2 separate regions of the Mus musculus genome follow, and region 1 is linked to region 2. Evidence: chromatin contacts called from public Hi-C data. All regions are on one chromosome and are shown on one strand. The core of a region is the stretch at or near the end of the contact, and the rest is flanking DNA. Distances in the headings are between cores, read along the strand shown.

The links. Hi-C and Micro-C count contacts between places; a contact is called where the count stands out from the background.
Region 1: a contact with region 2 is called in a Hi-C map of uterus, with 3 times the contacts expected there. The contact joins two enhancer-like sites. A contact is called at or near these places in 2 of 15 datasets of contacts at CTCF or cohesin (CD8 T cells and the NIH/3T3 cell line) and 6 of 484 Hi-C or Micro-C datasets (cerebral cortex, cortical neurons, liver and 3 more).

Annotation. Positions count from the first base shown.
Region 1 is chr7:58,841,895-58,845,548 of GRCm38.p6, reverse strand. No RefSeq gene overlaps it. Among named protein-coding and RNA genes, the nearest start is that of Gm39019, 110 kb to the right of the region's middle. Within about 2 kb of position 1,253, at least 251 of the 459 cell types and tissues checked have an H3K27ac peak or open chromatin away from gene starts, as enhancers often do. A contact at or near this core is called in CD8 T cells, regulatory T cells and uterus, where this site is marked.
Region 2 is chr7:58,748,981-58,752,363 of GRCm38.p6, reverse strand. The region is part of intron 2 of Atp10a (ATPase, class V, type 10A); the gene reads right to left. Among named protein-coding and RNA genes, the nearest start is that of Gm39019, 20 kb to the right of the region's middle. Within about 2 kb of position 1,918, at least 98 of the 459 cell types and tissues checked have an H3K27ac peak or open chromatin away from gene starts, as enhancers often do. A contact at or near this core is called in CD8 T cells, regulatory T cells and uterus, where this site is marked.

The DNA.
Region 1 (3,654 bases), core at 4-2,503, 94 kb before region 2:
AGATAGGGGGAAAGAATGACTGTGTAAAATTGTCTTTAGACGTCTGCATGCATGTTAGGGCATGTGTACCCCACTCCTGATATAGCATACACACACAGAAACTAATGATAATACTAAAAGTAATTTTTAAGAGAAATATGAATCTAGGAAGGATCAACTCCAGCATTGCATCCAACCTTTAAGCACAGGCCTCATTGCTTCTTTCAAGTGACACTGAAGTTGGCTTTGCCATGTATTCTGCCAGAAGCTGCAGGGTCCTGCTCTAGCCCTGAAGAGTAGAATATCAGTCTTCACAGGCCGGACTTCAGCAGTGAGGGAGCAGGCCCTGTTAGCCTCAAGAGAGGGCAAGCAGTCTTGGGATATCTGTGGTAGTTCTGAAGCCTTTTGCTCTCCTGAGGTCTTCTAGGCTGCTCACGCGCAGAGCTGAGAGCTACCTTAGAAGCTGTAGTGGGTGCAGGGTGAAGTGGTATGGAAATGAGGACAAGGATAGAGACTGAGCAGCCTTGAAGAGATGTCAGAAAGGACATTTGGAAAAGACAAACAAAAACAGAAACAAAAAACAAAAAACCCAAACAAAAACTCAATTTGTTCCTTCTAAGTTGATAGGAAAATAGATACAGAGGCAAATTAGAATTATCCTAGAAATTTTTCTAGAAATTATTCTATAAAAATTGGCTACTCACACAAGGGAGTTGGTCTCTACAGGTTCTATCTACCCCGTCTCTGTGCATTTCCGCTAAAGTCATCCTGTTGGGTCCTGGGAGCCTCTTGTTTCCCTCATCTCCCACTGCTACATATTTTTATTCTATTTCCTGACCCTCTGTATCTCTCTCCCATCCCCTCCAGTACTTAATACTGACTCCCCCGCCCTTATTTCCTCCTTATGTAAACCATAATTTGTAGGGGGTTGAGAAAAACTCTCTAAGGTCTACATGTACTTCATTTCTGGGGCTCAGCATTTACATTTTTACACCCTGCAATGCTGAGTGAGCTACGAATGAAAAAAAAATTAAATGGTAATTAAAATAAATGTTAGCTATATGCATATGTATGTATATTCAAGAAAACCTGGGGAGTAAGAAATGGTATTCTTATTCAAAGAGATCTCTCTGGAGCCTCTGACTGGGACCTTCTTCTCTGGTGAGTTCCTAGCCCGCCCGAGGAGAGGGAGAAAAGAGAAAAGGGGAAGCACTGGAGGAGGGAGGAATGAATCAATACAGCTTCTGCCGCATACCAGCAGGAAAGCTGCAGACAGCAGCCCCACGTGACCAGCCCTCTGAGAAAATGAAGCCAAAAATAGCTCAGAGCCTCACACTTCATGGCTGGCAGAGGCACGATTTTTCATCCACCGTTGGGAGTGGTGTTCCAGGGGCTCTGAGCATAGCAACGAAAAAAAATCAAAGCAGCTCAGCAGCTTTGGCTTATTCTAATCTGTGCACTAGACAACAGCAAATGCTTGGGTGTTTTCTTAACTCCAACGCCCATCCACAAAATCTGTACTATGTTTGTGAGGATCACAAGATAGCCCTTGGGGACGTTTATCAGGGGAAGGATTTCTGGGGCAGGCTCCCAAAGATATTCTGCCTTGTGTGCAGAGAGTGCTGGAAAATACAAGATGCCCCTGGAGTAGGAGAAGACAGCTGTACCTTTAGATGTAGCCAAAAATCCAGCCCCCTTTTCAATACAGAAGAATATTATATTATAATCATAGATTTCTTTGAAAGCAACAAAGCAATGTATGTCATCTTAAGCAATAAATTATGATGGCTTGCTTCCAGGGCATGATTCCAGAAAAAAACCCAGAGGAGGGGATTTTGATAATCTTACAGATTCAAAAAAGTTAAAGGTTATATAGCATAAGAAACCTTCTTTTATAAAGCTACTTTAAAAGGCATAATGTAATAATGTATGCTTAGAAAATCCAGTCCACTAATAAGCTGGTAGACGCTGTGCACTTATTTGTTTGTTTGTTTATAAATAAATAGGTCCCATGAAATATGTATGTTTCCTGTTGTGCAATGGCACTATTTAATACACAGATGAAAACAAGTTTTGACAATCATAAAAAAAAAACACCCTTAATTAACCATGAAGAATACAGTTTCCTCTCTCTGGTGTTCTCAGAAGGATCCTTACTCACTCAGGGATAACAGGAAGACAATAAACACCTGAAAAATGAACAAGCAGGTGCCATGAGGAGGTAACTGCTATGGAGGACATAAAGCATGCACTCAAGGGTGCAAGGTCAGGCCTGGGAGCATTTCTAGGGAGGCTAGTTGAAGGGTTAAAGGCAGCTCTTCTAGAGCCTGAAAGCTGGAAGAATGTTGTTTTCTCTGAGAGAAGGCAGGGGCTAAAAATAGCAGGACTTTCCTCTATGAAGTTCAAGTCTGATGTGTTTCCCACTCTTGTGAGCCATAACACAGGACAGAGATTTATGACCACCTGGGCTCTAATGGGTTATTTTGAGCTTCCGAGTCAGGGCAGACACATTTGTTGCGGAGCTAATTTTATAGGGAGATAAATTCTCAGACCATCTGCCAGGGAAACATGCTTTGTGTCAGTTAGCCATGGAATGAGAAGGGGGAAGACCTGCAGGCTGATTTCCCAGCACATGCAGCTTTTCTACAGGCACTGGGGAGTGTTGGGGGAGAGGTAGCTCTGTGCCAGAAACTTCTCTGTGAAAAAGTATAAATAAGAGCCAAGATAGGTAGGGCTTCCTGAGTATCGGCACGGTACAGCTCCCTCTCTTGTGAAACAGCCATTGAGGTATAGTTAATGACAACCAGAAAGACAAAGCACTTCTAGCAGAAGGGTCTTCATTGTGCACCCCACATTCTCCTTACCTCTGAACAGCTCTGGTAACTCCTCACATCTTAGTTTGTGCAATGAGAACTCAGAACAAGGAATTGGGCTCAGCAGCTGGACGATACCTTCAGCCTCCTAAGTAAAGGTGATCATGACTCCACAGTGGACAGAGATGTGAGGCCGCAATCCTGTTTTGAAGTGCTTGCTATGCTTTCTGTGACTATTTCCAGTGAAGAGTTTATATAACATTCCCAGCAGGCTTTGATAAGGCTGCCATAGTCAGCAATCTCACAAGTAGTAAAACACTAAGATGTCCTTTCTTTGTGTTTGAATAATATGTGGATATTAGTGCTTCTCTTTGGTGTGAAGTACATTTTTCACTGGGATTCTTTACTCTTTTTCAGGCACCAGGCTAGGATGCCTTTCTACTTCATGAGATTTAGCAGTCCTAAAGTTATCTATACAGGAAGTTGCTGATGGAGATGGGCCTGACCATTTTCATTATCTTTTGCTTCAAGATTTTGCAGGAAAAAGAAGAAGTTGCCTGTTTCCTGGACAATCATTCCCCTTAGGCTTATGAAAAGAGGGTAGTGATGAGTATTGATAACCATTCTCTGGCCTGAGACACTCTGTCAAAGCTGTCAACGTAGTGTGCCTGGCCATGAGGCATCTAGTATCATGATATGCTAGATGTGCTGGGGAAGAGAAGGCTCACATTATGTTTCCTCTGGGTTTCTGGATAACAAGTCAAACCTGTCCTGTGCTCCAGGGCCTTATATTCTAAGTTGGGGGCAAGAATGACAAATCTTCCATAGTAGTAGCCACTATGGCCACCTACAACCCAGAAGA
Region 2 (3,383 bases), core at 669-3,168:
AAAGTGTGTCTTTCTAGTGAAATTCTTGAGCCAGAGTTCCAAGGTCAGAGCTATTATTTAGGAATGACATCCTGGCAGCTGCTGCTGCAAAGCATGGACTGCAGAGACTGAGACTACACAGCGTAATGTAGCAGCTTGGGAAGGCAACGGAAGGAGCCAAGCTTTTGTGTTCAAACTGCAGGACAGGCCAGACACAGCGTGTGTGTGTGTGTATGAAATAACGCAGGTAGGAAGCAGAAGGCACATGAGGTAGACAGTCTCTGGAGCCTCAATGCTGGGCTTGCTGTGTGACTAAAAAGTGAGACCTCTCTAAACCTAGATCCTCGCTCGGAAGACAAAGAAGCAACCACACAGTGCTTCAAGCATGGACCCTTTAGAACCCAGGGAAATCTTAGGACATGACCTACCTCACAATAGTGGGTCAAAAGGTCTATTCTACTATTACTCTGTATTAGTCAGGTTTCTCTAGAGTCACAGAATTTATGGATAGTCTCTAAATAGTAAAGGAATTTATTGATGACTTACAGTTGGCAGCCCAATTCCCAACAATGGTTCAGTCGCAGCTGTGAATGGAAGTCTAGCAGATACTCAGTCTCACGCAGCAAGCAGGCGAAGGAGCAAGAGCAGGCTCATTGAGTCCTGCTACATGGACTCAATAAGCCTGCTGGGTCCTGGTGAGGATCACGTTCTGATTGCACTAGCAGTAGCTCGTGTGTACAGGTAAACAGTGGCCACCATTTCAGGGAACGTGTACCTGAACACACAGGGTCAGAGAGACTTCAGAGGCAGGACTGAGCTTGATCGGGAAGTGACTAGACCACTAATAAAACGCTGTCAGTCAAGACCCAGCCCAGGAGAGTGGAGAGAGGTCAGAACTAAACCTTTCCCAGTGCTCGTGCCACAGTTAACTGAGGACATTGGGTGGACAGTGCAATCAGAGGAAAATTGTTCCCTTTGCTTAAAACAGTGCTCATGCTTTCTGATGCAGTTATTTCACAGATGCAGTCTTAGAAATACAGGCTTATAATGCGGCAGAAAAGCAGGGGCCCAAGCCATAGATGTGCCCCACTCCTCCAGTCCAGCAGCACCCTGCCCACCTCCAACACAAGGTCAGGCTTCTAAACGGACTCTCAGCAGATCTGTGCTTGCTATTTTTTCATTAACTGTGGGAACAAAGCAAACCAAGGCCCGGCTCTTTTTGTAATGTAAAACAAACACCAACTTGGGAAACACAAGATATCTCTTCCAGTGGAAATTAGTCTTCCCTCAAGGAAATCCTATAATAAAAAGTATATTCTAGCCAGGGGTTGAAAGGTGTTCTTTCACTATTTCTACAGAAAAAAAAAAAAAAGAAAAAAAAAAAACAAAAAACTTGAGGAAAAAGATTCTTCTGTCTTGGCAACTAATAGCTTGACATTTAACACATCTCTAAAAACAAACAAACAAATAAATCCATGTAGCACAAGTTCTGAATATTGTTCCATCACAGATTCTGGCTCCTTATGATGCCCTGTCATTCCCAGATTTTAGTAATTAGCACATTAATACACAGACAGTCAGCTTTCTGGAAGAATGGAGCCATATATTACTGAGCCAAGGTTCTCTTCTACTATTGCTGATTTTTCCGGCCGGAAATTCATCAAGAAAAGGCACTTTCCACCTCTGGGAGCAGAGTGAGCTTGAATGAGCTCATGGAGATGACCAATGTGACTGACACTGCACATGGAGTAAAGTTCCCTCTGAAAATACACTGATGGTTGAATTGTGCCTCTTTCAAAGTCCTATGCAGAACTACCAAATATGACTGTATACATGGAACAAGCCTTTGAAGATGTGAGTTAAAATGGAGTGTTAGAGTAGGCCCTGACCCATTGTGACTGTCTCCTTATAAAGACAGGAGATGAGGTCACAGAGGAAAGAACCAGTGAAGACTAAAGAAATGGCTACCCACAAACTGAAGAGAGCAGCTCAGATGGAGCCAACCCTACCAAGCCCTAGCCAACCCTACCTTGACCCCTAACGTCCAGTCTCCAGGACTGAGAAAATAAATTCAGGTTTAAGTTCCAGAATGTGTAATTCTTGATTTTAGTAGTCTAAAATATGTGTGTAGGAGACCTCAGCTATGCTGCCCATAACTAGAGCTGTAAAAACCCTTAGATCTGGCAGCTGAAACACGTCAGCAGGTGTCTCTACTCCTAGCTCCTCCAGACCGAAAGTGAAAATGAGCAGAGATGACTGAGCAGTGCTGGGCCCTGCGGTCTAGAAGCTGGGATATGAGCCAAGAGTATCATTCATACCTTCATATGAGGCATCACTTTCTCTTGGCAAGACACAAGCTGCCTTTCTCCTCCATTCCGCTGGACATTTTCTGTTAAGACTTAACGGGTGAGTTTCTATGTTGCTTAGTCTATGTTGAAAGAGTTGGCAGCACTTAGGTTCCAGAGGACCAAAATGTACAATAGTCTTGAAGTCATTAGCACAAGAAAAGACTTCCTGAACAGAATTCCATTCGCATATGTACTCAGATCAACAGTTAATGTGTTAGTGAAACTAAAAAGCTACGTACACCAAAGGACACCACCATTCAAAGGTACAGGCTACACATTTTTTACCAACTCCACCTTCTACAGAGGATCAATATCCAAAATATATAAAGAACTCAAAAAAAAAAAAACCTGAACATCAAGAAAACAACCAAATTTAAAAATAGTGTATAGATCTAAACAGAAATCTCAAAAGGAGAAATTCAAATGACTGAGAAACCCTTAAAGAAATGGTTAACATCGTTGGTCATCAGGGAAGTGTAAATCAAAACACTTTTGAGATTTCATCTCACATCAGACAGAATGGCCAAGATCAATATAAGAAATAGCAAGTCATGCAGGCAGCAATGTAGAGTAAGGAGAGTATTCATCCAAACTTGTACAGCAACTAGGGAACTCAGGCTGGAGGTTCCTCTGGAAGCTGGGAAAGGGTTTACCTCAAGATCCAGCCATACTACTCTTGAGTATATACTCAAAGGAACTTTCATTCTGTTGCAAAAAACACTTGCTCAACCATGGTTTCCTTTTGGTTTTTGTTTTTTTTTTTTTTTTAACTTTTTGTTTTGTTTTGTTTTTTTGTGGCTCTCCTCATAATAGCTAGAAACTAGAAGAAAACTAGATGTCCATCAATAGATGAAAGGATAAAGAAAATGAGATACATTTACACAAGGGACTATTACACTCACTGTTTAAAAATGAAATCATGAAATTCATGGGTAAATACATGTTACTAGAAAAATCATCCTGAGTGAGCTAACCTAGACCCAGAAAGACAAATATAGTATGCATCCTCCTATATGTGGATGCTAGTTGTTAAGTCATTGATAAATTACAAACCAT